Linked DNA regions of Callithrix jacchus: region 2 is linked to region 1. The links are chromatin contacts, called in public Hi-C maps. All regions are on one chromosome and are shown on one strand. Each heading gives the region's core, a stretch centred on a gene start, on an enhancer-like site or on the middle of the called end of the contact. The rest is flanking DNA. Distances are from core to core; before and after follow the strand shown. Region 1 holds the start of CDV3 (CDV3 homolog). Region 2 holds the start of NPHP3 (nephrocystin 3).

What was found. A called contact is a pair of places that touch in the nucleus more often than the background predicts.
Region 2: a Hi-C map of skeletal muscle shows a contact between it and region 1, with 5 times the contacts expected there. The contact joins the promoter of NPHP3 here to the promoter of CDV3 in region 1. A contact is called at or near these places in 2 of 3 Hi-C or Micro-C datasets (both in skeletal muscle).

Annotation. Positions count from the first base shown.
Region 1 is chr17:50,592,430-50,596,544 of calJac240_pri, reverse strand. It overlaps CDV3 (CDV3 homolog), which reads left to right and starts at 2,373. Exons shown (of 6, transcript XM_078354212.1): 1 at 2,373-2,942; 2 at 3,702-3,778. The coding sequence starts at 2,703.
Region 2 is chr17:51,388,563-51,392,677 of calJac240_pri, reverse strand. NPHP3 (nephrocystin 3) reads right to left here and starts at 1,983. Exons shown (of 27, transcript XM_008990539.4): 1 at 1,471-1,983. The coding sequence starts at 1,863. It overlaps LOC118148805 (a long non-coding RNA gene), which reads left to right and starts at 2,366. Exons shown (of 3, transcript XR_013528643.1): 1 at 2,366-2,555.

The sequences.
Region 1 (4,115 bases), core at 1,124-3,623:
CAATTGAGCCCAGGAATTCCAGACCAGCCTAGGCAATATAGCAAGATCCCTATCTCTAAAAATGTTAAAAAAAAAAAAAAAATCAGCTATGCATGATGGTGCCTTCCTTTCGTCCCAGCTACTCTGGAGGCTGAAGCTGGAAGATCGCTCGACCCCCACCTCTTAAAAAGAAAAAGAGAGAGGGAGGGCAGAAGGATGCTTCGGAGATGAGGGGGTGCCTGGTAAGGGTACCAGGATGATGATAAGGATAGCAGGATCCAGGGCACTGTGCAATCAATCTGGAGGAAGATGGCAGGGGAGATTTAAAAGGAGCAACTGGTGGGAATAGATGCTGTCAGTTTTCGGGCAGGAGATTCAAAGAGGAAGGGACCAGCTTCACAGAGGAGAGAATTACTACAAACAATGACACAACCACAAAGACATTGGTCTCTCTACTGGCCTGACCTGAATTTCTTACACATGATCAAGTTCTGGGAGAATGCCATCAATCACACTGAAAAATGTAGCAGGAAATTCTGCAGTGTCAGCCCTCAATGACTGTTCCTTCTGTGTATTTTCTCAAGTCATTAATTCTTTCAAGACAATGATGTATTGATAAGGACTTAAGAAAGATATAAATAACTGAGCTTCAATTATTTATATCTCCATCTCCTCTTCTAGATTAGAAGGGAATTGAAGGCAGGAATCACAAATTACTCAACTTTGAATAAAGCACTTTGCCCTAAATATAGCTAAATAAGTGCTTCATAGATGAGGAAAGAAAGAGAGGGGAAGAAAGGGGGGGGGTAAAAAAAGAAGGAAATAAAAGAGGAAGGGAAAAAGAAAGAAGGAAAGAAAAAAAAGAAAATAAATTTGATTAGTGATGGTAAGGGAGGGTGAGGGTGATGGGCAGTACTGAAACTGGCCTGCATCACAAGAAGATATATGTTGTCATAGAAGGAAGTCACCTTGGGATCCATAATGGGTGGTTGGGAGCTGTTTATGTTTGGGGAATAGTATATGTATAAGCTCAAGCCACTTGCTGGCCAAGGCTAGGCCCTTGATTTATTTGACATTCAGAAGTTAGTTCTTTAATAGCAGTGTAAGTCGAAGGTGGGAAAAGAGAAACTTTAATGGGGTAACTGTAAAGGAAAAGATAAAGAAGTCACTCCATTTACTGGCTGGGTTCTATCTACCCCATTGGGCTACCAACATTTGTCTGAGTCATTTCCTCAGTGGTTGTGACAGCTGCCTCCCCTGCTTTTAGAAGGAGGAAGCAGAAAGTTTAAGAGCTTACTTTAGACCATCTTTTGCATATAGAATTCATTCCATTCTTAAGGCCCCAAGAGTATTTAAGTGGGCTTTAAACCCATTTAAACCTGAGTTTTAAGACAGGTTTAGCCTGGGCATTTTCATCTCCTCCCCTATGATGAGCCATTCCCCTCCTTTTATCAGGGATAGGAGCTAAGAATAAACTGCATCATCATCTAGACTGAAGTCAGGACGTTAAGCACTGTGCTGGCCAGTTGACGCAGACTCTCTTCCCTCCCTCCCCCATATCTTGTAAGATCTAGTATACCCACTTTGCAGATTAGGAGCTTGAAGATAGGATTTATTGAACTTGACCTTGGTAAACATAATCCAGAGGGTGGAGTTCAGACAAAATCCCCTTCTACCTACCTAACGGCCTGTGAAAGATCTTTTAGTAATAGGACTAAACTTCAGGCTCACTGCTCCTCACGCTTTCATAATCAACCTGTAAAGAAGAAAATTAATGGTTGCCAGACCAAAGAGGGTGGAAATACAGAAGCGAACAGAGGAGAGGAGCAATCTTTAACACAGTTGGCTTAATGCAGTGCCTATCAATTTCGGGAAAGTTCAAACGACTACTACCAGGCCACAGTTTGTTCTGGGTCAGGAAACACACGTGTATCTCGCGCAAGCGCCCAAAAAGAACCCACTGCCCCTCCCGCTGGACCTCTTTAGCCAAGTCATCAACCAGCCCTCGAAATGCCCGCCCTCAAGACTAAACCCTCGGCCAATCGGGAGACCGGAGTCATCAGACTCGTCACTTATTTTGCATATGCCCTCCTCTCTCCGCCCCCACGTCTGGACACCGCCCCGTCTGGCGCACTGATTGTCACCTAAACGCTTCGTCTTGGCACCTGATTGGCTGTCTTGCCACCTCCGCCTCCACCTCCTCCCGCCGCCCGCCCCTCGGCAATCACACAACGGCGGGCAGAGGAAAGTACGCAGGCGCGGGTGCTGCCTCTCTCTTCTAGCGGCCCGCCCTCCCTCCCTGCTCCCCCTCCCTCCCTTCCCCATCCCTTTCCCCTCCTCTTCGGGCCTGCGCGCGCGCATCTTCCTCCGACACGCGCCGCCGCTAGCCGAGCACTCTCGCTAGAGCCTCTGTCCCGCGCGTGCCTTTTCCCCTCTGGTTGTAGGGAGAGCGGGATCCTGCCCCGTCGCCGCGGCACTAGCCGCAGCCCAGCAGCCTAGGGAGACAGCGGCGGCGCGCGAGCCTTCGGGCGGACGGTACCACCGCTCGCCAGCTCGCAGGGGGAGCAGCCCGCCCCGCCGCGCACGTCTCGGCGACCCCGCGGGGCTGAGGCGTCGCCGCGCCCGGCAGCGTGAGCGCAGAGCCGGCCGCGACCCGGAGCTCGGAGTCCCGTGGACCGCGCCCGCCGCCGGCCCCACCCATCCGGGTCGAGGAAGCCAAGGCCATGGCCGAGACGGAGGAAAGGAGCCTGGACAACTTCTTTGCTAAGAGAGACAAGAAGAAGAAGAAGGAGCGGAGCAACCGGGCAGCGAGTGCTGCGGGCGCAGCGGGCAGCGCCAGCGGGAGCAGCGGAGCCACGGGTGCTGCGGGCGGCGGGGCGGGCGCGGGGACCCGACCGGGCGACGGCGGGACCGCGAGCGCGGGGGCTGCGGGCCCAGGGGCCGCCACCAAGGCTGTGACGAAGGTGAGGGGCCGGGAGGCCGGCACTCCGGGCCCGGGCGGCGCGCCGGCGCCCCATGTGCCCGCCCCCGCCTGCCGGGGAAGCGTCCGGGGGGGGGCCACGGGGGCAGGGCGGAGGGGCGCGGGTCGGCCACGTGACGCGGGCTCCCCACCTCGGGCCGGGCTCGCCAGGTCCGGGACCCCCTCCGACACCCGCCCCGGAGCTGCCCTTCCTACCTCGCGTCTCTCCGCGTTAGCCAAGGCCTAGGCGGCGCCACCCTCCGGGGGCACTAGGTCTGGGGCTGCAGTGCCCAGCACAGAGCAGCGTTTATCAGTGTAGTCTAGGCTGAATAATTCCGCGTGCTGACCTCAGCCCAGTAGTTTGAGCTGAATTTTCGCTTTCAGCAGCCGCGTTTGTGGCAGCTCTTTTGTGATGACTTAGTCTCTAAACCCGAGAAAGAAAAAGAAAAGTCTCGGTGCAATAACGTTGAGGTAGAAATGTAGTTGTGAAATTCCTGTTGACTTCTTCCTTGGGCTTCTCCTAGTTGCTTAAAGTAACAGCTCTCGTGCTGGAACCCAGCGGAAGTACAGTGTTAAGACTGATGAGCATGTTTGTCCTCCGTGTAGCCTAGTTTGCCCCAGGACGAAGCAAGGGCTTTGGCCAGAAGAGGAGTGTATACTTAGTTTAGGTTCCAGCCACTTGATCCACTTTTCCCATTTTGATGATTACTTAGTTGTATGCCTGCAAATAGCTTTAATTGAACAAATGGCGTTTGTTTTACAGGAGGAAGATGAATGGAAAGAATTGGAGCAAAAAGAGGTTGATTACAGCGGCCTCAGGGTTCAGGCAATGCAAATAAGGTATGGTCTGGTTACAAATGTGTTTAAATAACCTTTAGGACAGATATTGGATACAAGTTAGGTTTTCCTTTAGTCCCAGAGCAGCATCATAGTATCCTTGTGTTCTAGATATGCTTATTAGGACTCAAATGGATTGAATCTACTCACTCCTTCACTCTATGAGGGCAGCCCTTCCGTGTGCTCATCAAATTAGCTGCCCTAAACTCCTGTGAGAGCTTGCCTACTTCCAGTTCTGGTTAGGCCTTTTCATTTGAGACAGCTACAGTGGATTTTGTCCCTTCACAATTTTTACTTTTAACATGGATGGTTGTACTTCTTTTTGGTTTAAAAAATAATG
Region 2 (4,115 bases), core at 734-3,233, 800 kb before region 1:
TAATTAGTTTTCGGAGACTGTGTGCCTCTTGGCACTATGTCTTATTCATTTCACCATCTCAGTGCCTGGTACACTGCAGGTCTCCAGTAACTGTCTGAATGAATGAATGAAATAAATCTGGAGGAGTTTTTTCATGCAGAGATATGTGAGAAAGGAACCAATATATTTCACAGGGAATCAGGATTAGTGGCAGGAGTAATCCGGGACTGTGACAGTTGCCAACCCTTACTGCACTCTGTCCTGCTTGGTTTGGCCTTTTTTACCTGCCACCTCACAGTCGTTTCCAACATGCAGTGTCTGTTGGGCAGTGGCTTGGACACATGAAATCAGATATTTGAAATACACAAGTCCATTTTATAAATGCAAGTGCATTAAGACTGCCCAGTAGGAAAACCGTTGTCAGACCACAGAAAAATTGCTACACGCACTTCTTCCCAGACCACAATAATTTTACACAACAGTTGACGACGGAGTTTAAAAATTAAAAACAACAAAAAAACCCTCACTAGAAGAATGTGTAGGCGTGAAGACAGGAAGCATTTTTCTTTTAGAAAAATCAGTCTGAGGTATTTATTTCACCCCTAGTAATGACCCCAGGAACTCTTAGGCTGCCTGGAAGTCTCTACCACAGTAAAGAGTAAACAAGCAACACAACAACGATCAGAGGGGCCCCAAACTGACGGCAAAAATCTTACAGCTTTGCTCGGAGAAAAGCAATGTCTTGCTTTACTTACTATTTTAATGATTTATAACAGACCTGCTACACATGGAGGGCATACAATAATTGCTTTTAGAGTAAATTAATCAAATGAACTAAGGAAATTTGACTACATCTAGAGTAAAAATTTTGACCACAGGTTTTCAACCACAGCAGTTAAGATGGTGAGAATCAGAAGGCTTCCAGAAAAGTTAACGTCAAGACCATCAAAATGCAAGAGCGATGAAACTTCACAAAGAAACCGAGACATGCGCCCCACCTTGGAGCCCCACGTAAAATTTTTATGGGGGAGAGGGTGGTAACACTGGTGGGAAGAGTTTGTTGAGTTGCTTCAACAGATGTCACCAGCCTTCTGAGGGGGTGGGCGCGGGGGCGGGAGTGGCGCTGCAGATTGGCATTTGCCTCCTCAGGACACTTTCGAGCTAATTTTTTCTTTGTGTTTTAACGCCAAAACCAGAAATAGAAAAGCAGGGACTGGGCGCGGTAGCCCACTCCCGTAATCCCAGCACTTCTGGAGGCTGAGACGGGAGGATCGCTGAGCCCAGGAGTTCCAGACTGCAGAGCCGCGATCGTGCCACCGCAGCGAGACCGTGTCTCCAAAAACAACAGAGACAGAAAAAGGGGAGGGAGTTAAGGAATCATTTTAGACTCGAAGAGACTACGGCCTCTCAAATTAAAATGAACGGTTTCCGCCGAACTTTGAAAGCCTCTCGGTTTGGAGCTGGGCAGGGGTGTCCCGGCGCGCGCGTTACCTGCAGTTCGGCCCGCAGCCGCTTGTTCTCCGTGTCCAGCTTGGCCTCGCGGCGGCCCATGGACAACAACTCCTGGTTCTTGCTGACGCGGAATATCTCGTATTCCTTCTTGAGCCGCTCGTACTCAGCCGCCGCGTACTCCAGCTCGGGCACCGACGAGCCGGTGGACTTGAAGCTGGCCCCCAGCAGCCCGCCAGCGCCCGCCCCGCGGGGCAGCGACCCGGGCCCGGCCCCCGCTACCGCCCCCGCGCCCCGGCGGAACGAGTTGCGCAGCAGGCGGGCCTTGGGCTTCACCTCCACCGGGATCTCGCAGGCCTCGCCGCCGCCCGCCCCGTACGTGTCCTCGATCACCTCCCCGCCCGCGGGGCTCACGAGAGACGAGGCGGTCCCCATGGCGTCCGCGGCCGCTGCTAGCTAGGGGATGCAGGCAGGCCGGGGCAGCGGAACTGGATGCGCGCGGGAGAAGGACGGGACCCAGCGGCCGGACGCTGCGGCGGGACGGGGTGGCGGGGCGGGGCGGGGGCGCGGGACGGGGCGGAGCGGGGCCGCGGGGCGGGGCGGAGCGGGGCGGCGGGGCGGGGCGGGGCGGGGCGGAGCGGGGCCGCGGGGCGGGGCGGAGCGGGGCGGCGGGGCGGGGCGGGGCGGGGCGGAGCGGGGCCGCGGGGCGGGGCGGAGCGGGGCGGCGGGGCGGAGCGGGGCGGGGCGGGGGCGCGGGACGGGGCGGAGCGGGGCCGCGGGGCGGGGCGGAGCGGCGCGGGGCGGGGCGGGGCGGGGCGGCGGGAGCGGGCTCTCCGGAAGGACCTGGCGAGCGGCGACTGTGCGAGCCCAGCAGTGGATGGGATGCTGGTGTGGGCCGGTGCTCTGACTCAAGGTGTCACTGCCTTGTCACCGCCCTGCTCGAGGCTCCCGGCCCGGCGTCCTTCACAGTGGGGACAGGGCTGGGTCCCAGCTGTTCTACCTCCGCTGCCGCTATTACTTTCGCAACCCGATCCACATCACCCTGCACTGGGGATCTTTAATCTTCAGGTCCTTTGACCAGGGCTGATGCAGCTCTATTCTAGCTGTTGCTCACTTCTTGCCCAGCTGTAAGTAATGCAATGATACTTTAGGCATCCTCTTTACTAATGTTTGTTCATTCTTTTGGGGTCTTCCTTGGACAGACCTAAGATAACCCATGGCAGTTCATTTCCTGTAGGGTTGTAGGGCCCCACAGGGTCGTGGGGTGTCCCTTATGTTGTGCTGAGGTGCAGGATCCGAGAAGTAAAGAGACAGGACACTGAAGAACTGGTGAAAAGCAGCTGGACTGGTGGCGGGCACGCACCTATGAGCGGAGATTAGCGAGAGCCCCAAATGCCCAGAAGCATCTGTATTTATTAGATACAAGCAGGGGGCAGGGTCGTGAGTGAGGTCATCATCTGTAGGCTTAGTAATAGGGCATACATAATCGTGAGTCACAAGTGAGGGGGTCACCCCGTTGTCACTTGGGCAGTGAGGTGGGCTCTGCACAGTAGGGGGCCGTGTCGTTCACAGTAGTAGAGGGTCGTGTACAGAAAAGGGGTCCACCCCCATTAGGTCACTGAGGCAAGGAGGTGGGCTGTGTGCAACAGGTGTGGTGCGCTACACTTCTTATCTGTGGGCTAGAGACTTCAAAGGATTTCTGATAGTAGGATACTGTAAGCCAGTGCAGTGGGAACTGACAGACTTGTGCTCAACTCTTAAGCTATTTATGGAAGGATGATTTGACCTAGCACAGAAGCGAGAAAAGACTGACAGGGTGTACAGCCGCTGTGACTGGTCACACCAGAGGGGTTCTTCTCCCTCAGTTATTTCCAGGATCTCAGGCTTGAGGCCTACTTTTCCCCAGGAACTGGATGCAAGGTACTACAACTCCTTTCTCAGGAGGAGAGGCTCTAGCTCCAAGTCTGCCATACAGTGTATGTCCTTTCAGGTGGGGATGCCACCGCCTGGGTCTTTGGTTCTTGTCCTAGTCTGGCTGTTTTCCTATGTACTGTTTCTGTTCTGTGACTGCTCAAGGCATTCCTCCTACTGCAAACTACTATAATGGTTATATGGAAGGATTATATAAATCAGCACTAAATGTGTCAGTACAGCTCTGACTACAATACCTATATGATTATATAGAAAGGTTATATAGAACTAAGGATGATTATACCTATAAGCTAGATATAGTAAGCAGTGAGTTATGCTTCAGGCACTAACTGTGCCTGGGGTCTGCACAGTTCTTCTTCCGTGCCCACGGAGGGTGTTACCTACGTTTTGTGACCTGGAATAAGAAAAAGTTTCTCTGAATTTGATCTGGGCAGCCTGTAAATTAATAAATGATGCTACTGGCTTTTTAAAAAAATGGGATTTGTAGAATAAATATCACTTGGTCCTCAGATTATGAATCTCACAGTCACTTGGGACGTTTGGTAAAAATTTGGGAAGCTTGACAGTTTGCATGTTTAGTTAGCTCCCAGGTGATGCTTATGTAGTGTAAGATCTCAAAATACTGAGACTGCATAATAATTGTGGCTAGGGATAATTTATTTCCTTGCTACTCAAAGCATGGTCCTCAGGCAGTAGCATCAACATCACCCTGAAGCTTGTTAAGAATCAGATTCTCCCATAGTATCACTGACCTC